2 separate regions of the Mus musculus genome follow, and region 2 is linked to region 1. A link is a contact called in public HiCAR-type data. All regions are on one chromosome and are shown on one strand. The core of a region is the stretch at or near the end of the contact, and the rest is flanking DNA. Distances in the headings are between cores, read along the strand shown. Region 1 holds the start of Tmem135 (transmembrane protein 135). Region 2 holds the start of Hikeshi (heat shock protein nuclear import factor).

Region 1 (6,750 bases), core at 972-3,471:
TCTCTACTTTACTTAAAATAAAATACAAGTCAGTTCTCACTAACCGCTTCACAGCCACTGATAAGCAGCAACATAAGATAGGAAATTTGTTCTCAAGTAGTATTTAATCTAGTTGAAAATGTAATAGTGACACAAGTCCTTTCTTGATCCCCACCAACCCTATCTTGTTAGAGTAGGAGAATCTCTGCTCCAGTTGCTTCCCTGAATTCCCCTAACACTGAATAGAATCAGTATATTGTTTATGCTGTAGATATAATACCAGGCATTCCACAAATATGTGTCGAATGAATGAACGAATGATGCTATAGATTTCAGGAGAAATTAAATTATAAACACTTCAACTAGTTCCTAATCCTTGAGGTTAAGAGTAATTTTTGAACAAATTACCTGGAATAGTTCTGCTTGCCTTTGTTTTGTGAGGGGTAGGAGATGGAGGAACAAGACAAGGATTCAGAACACAGGACCTTGAACATGCCACTAAGTTAAGTCCCCAGACTAGAAGAGTCTTCTTGTACGGCTGTTTAAGAGTCCAATGTATTTATAAGTGTTTACAGAAATCTGGGGCAGAGTTCAACAGCAGGACTCTTATCTTGAAAGTACAAGACAACAGGTTAGAATCCCAGCAACACCAAAATAATAATAACATAGTAACAAATATAAAACAATGGCTGGCCAGCATTCATATAGAAAAGCCAGTAACAACAGTCTTTAGGGAATGTATGTATATAGATACAGATAAACGTCTATATTGGTCAATGCTCTAGATCTTCACTTAACAAGGCTGGTATTCCCCAGTGTCTACACTACGTTAGATTTTATCAGAAATGTACTCTCTAGCCCCCACCAAGACCTACTGAATCAGAAATCCCATTCTAACATGATCCCTGGGGTTTCCTTAAAATACATTAAAGTGGGGAAGCACCAGTTTACATCATGAAAAGGGAACTTGGCTTCTGCAACCTCTCAGGGAGTCACTGTCTTTTCCTGTGTTCTGTCTATAATTACAAATTAGACTTCTCCATTAAGTTACAAACATAATCATACTGTCAAAGATGTCATCAGCCCAAATTACTACCTCAATGAGAAATAAGAATGGATCACTCATTGAGTATTGAACGAACTTTTAGGAAACATACAAAACATACAAAAATGATGTCTACCTTCTCAGCATACAGACAAATGGGAAAATGACAATGAACTTCAGTAGCCAAATAGCACATCTTCAGTGCCAGGATGTGGGAATTTTCTCCCACACAGTGGCACTCACTAGGAGAAGATATCTTTATCAGTTCTCGATGTTACTGGTAGGTTTCCAGATACTCTCTCTAAGCTTCCCTACTTGTAAATCTGTATAAGAAAATGACCTCAGCAACACGCCACTAAAACACCTTCAACGAAATCACCGCACAAAATCTCAAACCAGGAATCTACTCTGGGAACTTACGAAAGAACAAACCGTCAAGTGGCATCTCTGTCATCTCAAACAAGGACAAAATCTGTGACTAAGCAGGCTTGGGGTGGGGGTGGGGGGGTGTACAGAACACCCTTTTTCATATGAAAATGGGGCCGGAGAGTGGTAAAGTGGGCTGAGGGGACACTGTGTGCATGCATTGACTAAATATATACACAGCTCCAACATCTCTCCATCACAGAGTCTCTGAATCCAGGTTCTCAGAGCGATCAAGTGTAAGGCACTTGACCCTACCTGTCCAGAGCACATCCCCATCCTAGCAACAGGTGTCCAGTGACAGTTCACCATCGGGGTCCCCTCCCCCTCCTTCCGCCTAGGACTCCCCCCAGGCCTCTCACCACCCCTAAAGCTGACCTAGAAGCAACGAGCCCCGGGAGGCCCTGCACCTGCACCAGCGCCAGCCCTGCTCACCAGGTACAGGGGTGCGTAGATCCTGAGGGACTCCTCCAGGGCGCCCCAAGTGATCTGCAGGAAGGAGACCCTGCAGGAGGGGTGCCAAGTGTGGCCGATCTCGTAGCAGTTATGAGGGATGGACTTGCTGAGGGCCGCCATGACGAGTGGCGGTGGCAGCTGCGCGTGGTCAGGGGAACGCAGGGTTCGGCAGGGGCGGCAGACACGCAAGGGCGAGGCGGGCGCCGCGCGGGCCTCGGCGTGCGGGGTGCGAAAAGGTCACGGGAGCAGGTTACTCAAGGCCGGAGTCCTCGGATGTTGGCCGTCCGCGTATGGCAGCGCGAGGGGGCGGGGCGCGCACGACGGAGGCGGGGAGGGGAGGCGCATGCGCGCTCCCGCGGATGGGCGGGCTCCGGACGGGCAAAGGAAGCGAGCACCTTCACCCTCCGAATAGGAGCACGACTCAGAGAAGCACAACCGGGAGCGTGATGGTGGATCCCGCCTGGGTCGGGCTATATAGCTCAGCCCTTGTCCTGTCAAAGCCTGGCCAAAAAGAGCAGAGGGTAGTGGAACAAAAGGATTCTGTGTCTTTGCTGGGAGATGGAGGCACTTGCACCACTGTTGTCCCTCGTCCCATTGGTTCACCTAAGACTATCTGCGGTTGCAACACAACCTTCAACATTCTTGCTACTTGCTCAACCTCCTAAGCTCTATTGTGCCTGTGAAGTCTTGAAAATACTAATTTAGATGTGTTTAAATGCATGCTATATGGAAAGAGACAGTAGAGAGACCTGCCAGCCCCTAATGGAGTCCTAGCAACAGAATCCTTCACAAGTGCTTATCACCCAAGCAACATACAGAGCAGAGGCAGCTGCAGTGCAATAGAACTCCTGCCTGGCTAGAGAGCTTAATCTAAAACTGATTGCCATGACAATCCACCTGCCATATAGCCCTTGTGTATAATAACCTGCTTTCTTTGGACTTGTAAATTCTGTACTTTTTAAAGCAGAAAGGCTTTACCTTTAGATCATTCTCTCATATTTATTCAGTTCCTTCTACAATATTTACTAAACTAATATGATTTTCCAGCCCCTGTTTGAAACCCTGGACAGACAGATGTGGAAAAGCTGTGTTTCTGCTGCCAAGAAACTAATGTTCTAGAAGTGAGAAAAGTAACAGATAAGACAGGTGTAAACTATCTGCAAGATGCCTAGCTGTATACATTTTATGTATGTTAAATACCCTGCTAGCTATCACCTGTTTGCTGTGCTGCTTATAAAATGACCACTTCACTAACATGACATCCACACACTAGCCAAAAGGGCCAGAGAAAGGAGAGGGAAGAAAAACTTCTCAGGCTGTGCCTGGCAGCACACATCTGTAATCCTAGCACTTGGAAGGCTAAACAGACAGGTCTGGAGTTCAAGGCCAGGCTGAGCTATGCATTGAATTTGAGACCAGCCTAGGACTCTATCAAAAGACCTTAGCTTTTTCAAAAAGTAAAAAAAAAAAAAAAAAAAAAAAAAAAAAAAAAAAAAAAAAAAAGATAGAAACTTTTAGGTAAGCCTATGCAAATCTGTCAGCTAACATTTCAGCTTGGGCAAATGGCAGCTAAAGGCTGATAGTTATATCACTGCACAAAATGGCAAAACAGATACTAGAGACACTAATAGCATCAGCCATAGTCGCCTCTGGCTACTCAAACATCTGGACACATCATTCTTCCCCACAGATGAATGTACTTCCCATGAGAGACAACTGAAAGTGCCCAATGGTATGACATCCCTTTTGAAGTTCAAGATCTCCCTGAAGATCTGCTGTCCATTTTGTCACCCCACTCAACATGCCCAATATAGAATCAAAAATGGGAACAAAATAATCACTGTGTTTAAAAAGCTCTCCAGCTCAGAAAGGACATGGATCAGAAACACACAGTGTAAGCTTGTGCCAGCAATCACACGAATTACAACTCAAGCTTACCTTACTAACATCAAGAATCTATTCCTGAAAGCCTGAGGGTCTACAAGAAACAATGTTAAAAACGTTTTAGGTGAAAGACAAAGTGCATTATACACAAGCCTCCCTTCTTTGATTATTTGAAGTAAAATATTAAATATAAATAAGAGACCATCATATGGTGATCCTCAGCACTTTATTTTCTTTTTATTGAAAATGGTTTTTCATACAGCATATTCTGAACGTGGTTTTCCCTCCTTCGTGTCCTCTAAGATCTTCCCCACTACCCCATCCATCCAACTCCATGCTTTCTTCCCCCCCACCCAACCCCCCACCCCATCTCTTTGGAAACAAAAAAGGTAAATTTTAAAAATAAACAGTCAGACAATGTAAACAAGCAAAGAAAAAGCACAAACACACACACACACACACCATTACACATAAAATGGGTAGAGAAATAAATAAGGAAAAGACAAGTGAGGTTTTAAAAAAATGCACAAAGTTTTGTGAGGCACTACATCTCCAAAAAGACCATTAAGTGTGCTTCATGGTGACTATCTACTGCCGCACATGGGACCTCCCTTAAGGGTGATTTGTATACCCAGTAAGAATCCATGGAGAAAACTATTTATTTCTTCTTAATGAGCGGTTGTCAATTGGAGATAGCTTTTGGATTAAGGATGAGGGCTTTCGTGTCCAGTTCCCCTCTCACCACCAGGACCCCATCTGGCTTAAACTTGTGCAGGCAGGTCCTGTGCATAACGACTGCAGTCTCTGTGGGTTCACACAGACATCAGTCCTGCTGTGTCTGGAAGGCATTGATTTCTTGGTGTGCTCTATCTCTTCTGGCTTTTACAATCTTTCTGCCTCCTCTTCTGCATAACTCCCTGAGCCCTCAGCGGAAGAGTTTGATAACAGCATCCCAATTGTGACTGTTTCAAGGTCTCTCACTCTCTACATATCATTCAGTTGTGGGTCTCTGTATTCATTCTCATCTGCTGCAGGAGGAAGCTTCTCTGATGGTGACTGCATGGTACTTTTTAAAACACCAAGTTAGAGTTGGGATATGGCTCAGTAGTTTAACACTTGCCTAACAGGCTGGATGACCTAGATTTAATTCCCAGCAACACAAACACACACACACACACACACATCACCCCATAGTATGAGTGGTAACAATTAGTTACTTCTGAATATAATAGATCATAGAGTTTGCACAGCTTATACAAAAACAGTGTTTGCCAAGTGGTATAGAAATTGTATACCAAGAGATAAAAATATTTTAAAATTACAATTAAAATGAGCAATTTCTTTTTATTAACTAACCATCAAATGGAGTCTTAGAGTTCAAAGGAACTTGAGAACACGATTATTGTCACTGATGCCAAAGCTAGTGGTGCTGATAGGTGGGTAGCTACGGGGCAATCTGAGTCACACTCTTAGGATTACAGGAAAAGAAGGGTTCTCATGTCTACTGCTGTTGTAGAGACTCCAGGATAGTATTTAGAACAATGGTTCTCAACCTTCCTACTGCTACAACCATTTAATACACTTCCTCATGTTGTGCCAACTCCTAATCACAAAATTATTTTCACTTCCACTTCAAAACTGTAATTTTGCTACTGTTAAGAATCATAATGTAAATATCTGTGTTTTCCAGTGGTCTTAGGCAACCTCCTGTGAAAAGAAATTTCACCCCCCAAAGGGGGTCATGAACTACAGGTTGAAAACCACTGCATTAGAAAGTCCTCACAATAGGGATCTTTAAATATGAATGGCCCCCAGAGTCTCTTATGTTTGGATGGCTGGTCACCAGGGTGTGGCATGACTTGAGAGGATTAAGAGGTGTGGCTTTGACTGAGGAAGTTTGTCCCTAGGGTTGGACTTCAAGGTTTCAAAAGCTCATATCAAGCTCACAGTCTGTTCCTCTCCCTATAGACTAAGGTGTAGCTCTCAGTTACTGCTCCAGCAACTGCCTGCATGCTGCCATGTTTCCTGCCATGATGATAATGGACTAACCCTCTGAAACTGTAAGCAAGCCCCAATTAAATGCTTTCATTTATACTAGTCACCTTGGTCATGGTATGTCATCACAGCAATAGAACAATGACCCAGACAGGCTCTATAGCTTAGAATAATAAAATTTTTGGCAATTCTGTTTGCAGTAGTTTACATTTTTAATTTATAGAGTGTAAGAAGATATATAGCATCATACTGGTTTCCAAAACAGGATTGTCATCACACTACCATTATGCTTAAGGAATGTGGATGTGAGCATTCCCTCTGCATGGGCCATTTGTTATTTTGGGCTGGATTGTGACAGTAGATACTCTCTTTGGGCCTTCATTGTTTTTTTTCAAAGAAAGGGAGGGAATGAGGGGAAAAAATGAAGGAAGGAGCCAACTCGGGGCTTGAGCATCATCAGCAAGCTGAACCAAAGTTTCGCCAGAGAAGATGCATAGTAAATGGAGAAAAGGGAGTAATCTAACAGCTTTGGTAGAATTCAAAGACTTGAAGAGATGAGTTGGAAATGGTCGCTCTTGGGGCTGGAGAGATGGTTCAGTGGTTAAGAGCATTCACTGCTCTTCTGAAGGTCCTGAGTTCAAATCCCAGCAACCACATGGTGGCTCACAACCACCCTGGCGCCCTCTTCTGGGGTGTATGAAGACAGCTGCAGCGTACTTACATATAATAAATAAATAAATCTTTTAAAAGAAAGAAAGAAAATGGTTGCTCTTGCAATATTGGCAGGTGTCAATAGAAAAGAATGGAGGTGTCCTCAAGATGTGATGCAGAACATTTATTTAACAGCACAAAATGAGTTCAGATATATATGAAGCCATTAAACATATATTCAGAAACAAGCATGATACAAATGGTGGTACTAAGTAGACCCTAGTACTTCTTTATTTCTACAATATTTGGTATTCACG
Region 2 (6,735 bases), core at 75-2,574, 600 kb after region 1:
AGGAACACGTTCTTCTCAAATTGTTTCTTTCATCTTCCAAACCCCAGAGCTCCTACTGGGACATTCCAAAAGCTATTGACCAGGGTTAGCACTACCTCACCTCCACAGGAGCCTCCCATTCACTGCAGACAGAAGTCCATGGTTTCTTGGAACCACGTGTTTTTCTTAAGAGCAGCGTGTATAGAATACATTATCAAAAGCTGGTGAAAACGGAGGCGTGGAGCTCTCGCTTACCACACGTGAGGCACAATTTAACAAAGAGGTTGCAGTATTTAACAAAACAAGGAGAAACAAAACAAGAATAGCTCTAAAGAGAAAGGAGTCACGTCTCAAGACGGATACATCGCTGGTTTCTAAAGAGCAAACAAGATTCACTCTGGTTACTCCTCAACCACTCCCGCACTCATTTCATTTCATTTCATTCTAAGGCTCTGGCTAAGCAAGGGCATCTCTCTGACCAAAAAGAAAGCATTGTACTCGAATCCTTTAGTTATCACAGGTACGGCTCACACCTAAATTTCAGTCATTTCTATTAAGCAACTTGCAATTATTGTATTTTAAACTGGGTCGGTAAACTTCTGAAAGGGGGGGGGGGGCCTTCCAAAGACACCAAAAAGGAAAAACAAAACAAAACACCTTCATTGTCCGGAAAATTGAATTTTTCCGAAAACCACTTAGCTTTAGATTACAAATCTCAGCTTTACTTCTAAGTAGCATTATCAATTTACAAGAGTAATTACTACACTATCTACTGAGTGTACGTTCCTGAACAGCAAAGAGAGAAAGACTAGCTCACGAGTTACCACGGTTACGGCGAAATGCCGTACAGAAGGCTGAAATTAACAAGTAACTACAGCACTCAACCCAGCAGGTGGAACAAAATCCGCACTCAACAAAATGCAGTCACATCCTGACAGCCTCGCAAACACAGCTAAGAGTGGGGCCAGCGTCCCATTGCCCGTCCGTCGCACACGCCCAGGAAAAAAAGCACAATGACCAGGTTTCCCCGCGTTCCAAGCGCCGTGCACCGTGCCACCACCCAGCTCTCAGTCACCGACCCCTTCCTGCCACCGCCCGGGCCATCCTCACCAGCCTCCCCGCCACCAGGCAGCCAAACATGGCAGCGCCCTCGGCGCCTCTGCTAGGCCAGCGGGCACCTCAGGCCGGACACCAGGAATTCCGCAGCCACTGTCCTAATTGAACTCAAGAACCTTCCAGAATTTGCAGGAAGGAACGTGACCCTCCACTACATAACAACACAGGAACGCATCTGGGCCGGCGACCTCTGACCCTTCCTTCCTAACTTGCACGCCTCTCCGGAACGAGTACTTCCGGGTCATTACACCCATTTCCTCCTTCTAAGGTAGTAAGGAGGAGCTGGTATCGCGCTAAGACTACAAATCCCATAGTGCAGTGCGCCAGCCTCCCAGAGGGCGAGCCGGGAGAATTTGAAAGTTACTACTGATAGTACATGATTTCCGTGCCTGTGTGAGTCAAAGTTTCTAAAGGTGGTGCTGGGAGAAGACCTTTCTGGCGGTTGTGTAACATTTTAGGAGTAACAATACGCCTTTGCCAGAATCGTTTCACCCAGCCTCTCCTTTCAAAAGCTTAATGGGATAAATATTATCTCCGTTTTATACGGAGGGCAATTGGTTCGGCATAACCTGCCCGGAAGCTTGAAAAATTGATTTTTGGAGCGTAAATTCAAGTTGCAACCAACTTACTGCATTCTTCCTGACAAACATTATATCAAAAATGTTAATATATTTTTATCTCATTTTTATGGCAGTGTCTTATTACCTAGCCCAGGTAGACCTCGAACTTGTGCACTCCTTTCTCAGCCTCCAATTGCTGGAATTATAGGCGTGGACCACTAAAGCTATAGAGGTCCAGAAGTCCTTTTCCCCACTAAATACTAGTTTTAACACGTAGTTGTGTTCTTGCTTATATTTCTTGTAGTGCTTCACTTGTGCTTCCTCCCCGCCCCAACTAATGTGCTGTACAACTGTAGGCAAGCTATATAACAGCTTCATCAGTCAATCATCTGCAAACTGAGACAAATAGACCTATTGGGTTGCTGGAAGGATTAAATGATGAATTAATTGATAACTGCCACTAAGAATAGGGTCTGGTGCTGCTTAGGGAGTTTTGTTGTAAAAATGCCTTTTAAAAAAAATAATAATCTAAGTTTTCTCACTTTGGGGAGTTGTTTTCCAAGACAGGGTTTCTCGATGTAGCCTGAGCTGTTCTGGAACTCACTCTAGACCAGACTGGCATCAAACTCAGATCTGCTTCCCTCTACCTGCTAAATGCTACAATTAAAAGTATCTGATACTAGCTGGGCGTGGTGGCGCACACCTTTAATCCCACACATGGGAGGCAGAGGCAGGCAGATTTCTGAGTTCGAGGCCAGCCTGGTCTACAAAGTGAGTTCCAGGACAGCCAAGGCTACACGGAGAAACCCTGTCTCAAAAAGCCAAAAAATAAAAAAGTGTGTGACACTGCTGCTCATCTTTTGGGATTGGTGTTTGTTTGTTTGTTTTTATTCATTTATTTGTCTCTCTGTTTGTTTGTTTTTTAAATAGACAAGGTTTTGCATAATTTAGACTAGCCTGGACCGTGCTGTGTAGTCGAGGATAATACTGGATTCCTGATCCTTCTCCTCCACCTCCCGAGGGCTGGCATTACACACACACACAGCCCCATAACTGACTGACTTGTCCTTTGAGTTCTGGATGCATTTCCAGAAAAGGCTCATTGGAAACACAAAACATTATCTAAAGGAAGTAGCACCAAGGATCGACCGCCACCGCCACCGCACTCATTCTCCCTTTTTCAGCTTTAATCCCTGTGCCTTTTGCATGAGGAAAGAACACAGTCTTTTCGAAGCTTGATCTATCTGAGCATGGACCACCAGCCATAACAGGTCTCTCTTCCCCAGTGCAAACAGTGCAAGTCTTCTTCTTTTTTTTTTTTTTTGGTTTTTCGAGACAGGGTTTCTCTGTGTAGCCCTGGCTGTCCTGGAACTCACTCTGTAGACCAGGCTGGCCTCGAAATCCGCCTGCCTCTGCCTCCTGAACTTAGACTAGAAAGGATGTACGTAGTAAGACCACTGGCCGTCAGATTGCTTCTGTTCACTTCAGGCATTTACCAGCTGCATGATACACTGGCTAACCTAACATTCTCTTGTCTCTTTTTCACCATTTTTTTTTTTTTGGTTTTTTTTTTTTTTTTTTTTTTTTTTCGAGACAGGGTTTCTCTGTGTAGCCCTGGCTGTCCTGGAGCTCACTTTGTAGATCAGGCTGGCCTCGAACTCAGAAATCCGCCTGCCTCTGCCTCCCAAGTGCTGGGATTAAAGGCGTGCGCCACCATGCCCGGCTTTCACCATTTTTAAAATGGAATATTATCAGGATTTACCTAATAGGGTCGCTTTGATGGTTCTTACCTGTGAAATACTAAATAGTGGGTAGACTCCCGCTCAGTGTCAGTGATTCACTTTGCAGGGTTTCCTGTATAACTTCCCACCTTGGGTTCTGTGCATGTTCTGACTTTAGGAGCAACTCATACTATTCAACTTATATGTTCTTAGGCAACGTTTTCATTTGTCTGTGATGTGCATTTGATTGTTGCTCCTTTCCTTATAAGACAATCTTATTAGTAGCTTGAGAGCTGGCTAGCTTAGAAACTTTGTAATGATCTCTAGCTGTTTATTAATTAATTAACTTAGTCTTAGTCTTTATTATATAGGACTTGCTTTTTTTTTTTTTTACCATTTTCTGGTAGATAATTTTAGTTCTAGATTGGACAGAGAATTAGAGACAATAATTTAGTAACCTTTCTCCACATTAGATATCTGTAGAGTTAGGTCTGATTCTTCCTCCTAGCCCCGTGCTCCCAGAAATAAGACTCAGACTTTGACTAGATCATAATGTAAAATAGCCCGTTTATTCTAATCTATATTTCTTACCCGCGTTCACGCGACCGGCCAGGAAGAACGCAACAAACCGGAATCTTCTACGGCAAAACTTTATTGCTTACATCTTCAGGAGCAAGAGTGCAAGAGAGCAAGAGCGCAAGAGCTTTATTGCTTACATCTTCAGGAGCAAGAAGCAAGAGCCAGAGCAAGAGAGCAAAAAGGCGAAACCCTGTCCCTTTTTCAGGAGAATTATCCTCCGCCTAGGACGTGTCACTCCCTGATTGGCTGCAGCCCATCGGCCGAGTTGTCGTCACGGGGAAGGCAGAGCACATGGGGTGGAGAACTACCCTTGGCACATGCGCAGATTATTTGTTTACCACTTAGAACACAGGATGTCAGCGCCATCTTGTAACGGCGAATGTGAGGGCGGCTTCCTACATATATTCTGCTACATGGCTGAGTACCTTTGCTCAAGCACCATGTGTCTGTACTCCTCACAGCTTCCCCGGCTAATCTCCCACACCTAGCTCTATCCCAGAATCCTTTCTGCCTCCCCGGTATTCCTCCTGCTATTCTACCCTTTCTTATAGGCCATAGGTTTTTAATTGACAGCTGATACATACATACATACATACAACAAGATATTCTCTCTACAATTCCCCCCTTTTAGTCTAATAAAAGGTTCCTTTTCTTCCAAATATAAATTGAATACAATTATAACAATTATGAAAACTGTAAGGTATGATATATATTTAAAATGTCCAGTCTATGTATAGTATTTGGCAGTTAGGGAACTTTTTCTATTATCTATCATATCTTGGTGTATTCAAAGTTTTTGTACCTAACTCAACTTGTATTACCAACTTAAAAACAGCTTTTTAGACTAACACATCTTCTTAAATTCTAAATAACTCAAGCTTAATTTTCAGACTTTAACTATCAAGTTTTCAAGCTCATCAGAGACCTGAGAAGGAATAAATTATACCTGAGTATACAGAAAGTGTAGGCAAGCAGCCTTCAAGCCTAAGAATTGACAGACAGTATATGTGGCAGTATATATGGCAGCCATATTTATGAAGCAGGAATTATGAAGAACTTGCTTGCAATACCTTGTATTGCCAGAGTCCAGCAGTCAACTTCCTGTATCCATTTGTCCTTTCTGGACAGCATGTTTTCTGTAATTGAGACATGGTCATTTTCTTTGCCCAGTGGCCAGCTTGCCTCAATTGAAGCACCTCCATATGGAGGTTATTGATGTTCATCATCTTCTTCCAAATTAAATGGGATGCTGCCAGGAGCTGACATGTCTCATAGTCAAAAAGATCTTTAATTAAGAAAGCATCTTTAAATGCCATATTCTGTTGACCTCTGAGGTTTTTGAAGACTATTATCTGTAGTATATCTGAATTGTCAAACATTGTGTGTTCTTTGCTATTTATTATCTATTAACTTGTATTTCTTAATCATCCCTAATAGTTCCTAACTTGCATTTTTTATTATTCCTAACAGTTTTAAATAGAAGCATTCAAAAGGACTAGAACTTTATATTACATCTTTAAGAATTATATAAATACAATACCTCAAATGTTGAAAACATACATATTATATGTATCAAAATTAACCTTAAATTTGTATCAATATACAATAACCTATATCACTATATCAAAATAACTTTATTTCTCTATCAATATACAAAGTTCTGTATGAATATAATAAAATATAAACTCAACTTTGCATCAAAATTCAAAGATCTCTACCAATGTTAAGATTATGACTATAGGACTGGTGAGATGGCTCAGCGGTTAAGAGCGCCAACTGCTCTTCCAAAGGTCCTGAGTTCAAATCCCAGCAACCACATGGTGGCTCACAACTATCCTTAAGGAAATCTGATGCCCTCTTCTGGAGTGTCTGAAAACAGCTACATATAATATATATTATGATTATGAATATATGAATATATATATGATTATGACTATAAAATGTTTTTTTGATTTAAGAGTAGATTCAAAGCCAGGCGTGGTGGAGCATGTATTTAATCTCAGCACTTGGGAGGCAGAGGCAGGCGGATTTCTGAGTTCAAGGCCAGCCTGGTCTAGAGAGTAAGTTCCAGGACAGCCAGGGCTACACAGAGAAACCCTGTCTCGAAAAACCAAAATAAAATAAAATAAAATAAGAGTAGATTCAATAATCTACCCCTTTTGTCTAATATTCTTATAATATTTTTATATCCTCCCTTTTTTTCAACCCCTTTCCCTTACCTAATAAAGAAAGAAGAATAGAGAGAAAAGGAAAGAGAAAAAGAAATCCCTGAATCTATCCTCCCTACTTTGTTTCCTCCCTGTCCAAGACCATGACTAACATCCAACAGCCATTGAATGACCAAAAAATCCTCCAACCTGCCTCTTGGGAATTGGGTAAAGTTTTCTTTTTGGGTCTGAAGAAAAATGGGAAAGTGGTTAAGTCTTAAGAAAGCTAGCTGTAGCAGTTGTTGTCCAGTCTCTGCATGCTAAGAAAGTTCAGACTTAAGTGAAGTACCGACTGGATTAATCTGTGAAGCTAGACCAAATGAGCAAGCTGTTATGAAGTTGTCCTGAAAGCAAGTTTTTAGAGAGAACAGCATTTTTCTGGGCATCTCAGCATCTCAGAGGGAGAATCTTTTTTTTTTTTTTTAAGATTTATTTATTTATTTATTTATTTATTATATGTAAGTACACTATAACCACCAACTAAAGAGTATACATGGGTTGATCTGTGACCCAGTGTTACATATGTAGCAGAGAATTGCCTTGTCTGGCCTCAGTGGGAGGGGATGTGCTAGG

The links. HiCAR-type assays count read pairs that join an accessible place to other places.
Region 2: a contact with region 1 is called in a HiCAR-type map of astrocytes, with 2.7 times the contacts expected there. The contact joins the promoter of Hikeshi here to the promoter of Tmem135 in region 1. A contact is called at or near these places in 1 of 39 promoter capture datasets (pre-B cells) and 2 of 115 datasets of contacts at active chromatin or transcription factors (astrocytes and bone marrow-derived macrophages).

Annotation. Positions count from the first base shown.
Region 1 is chr7:89,336,566-89,343,315 of GRCm38.p6, forward strand. Tmem135 (transmembrane protein 135) reads right to left here and starts at 2,222. Exons shown (of 15, transcript NM_028343.5): 1 at 1,883-2,222. The coding sequence starts at 2,023.
Region 2 is chr7:89,939,880-89,946,614 of GRCm38.p6, forward strand. It overlaps Hikeshi (heat shock protein nuclear import factor), which reads right to left and starts at 1,325. Exons shown (of 5, transcript NM_026304.3): 1 at 1,090-1,325. The coding sequence starts at 1,119.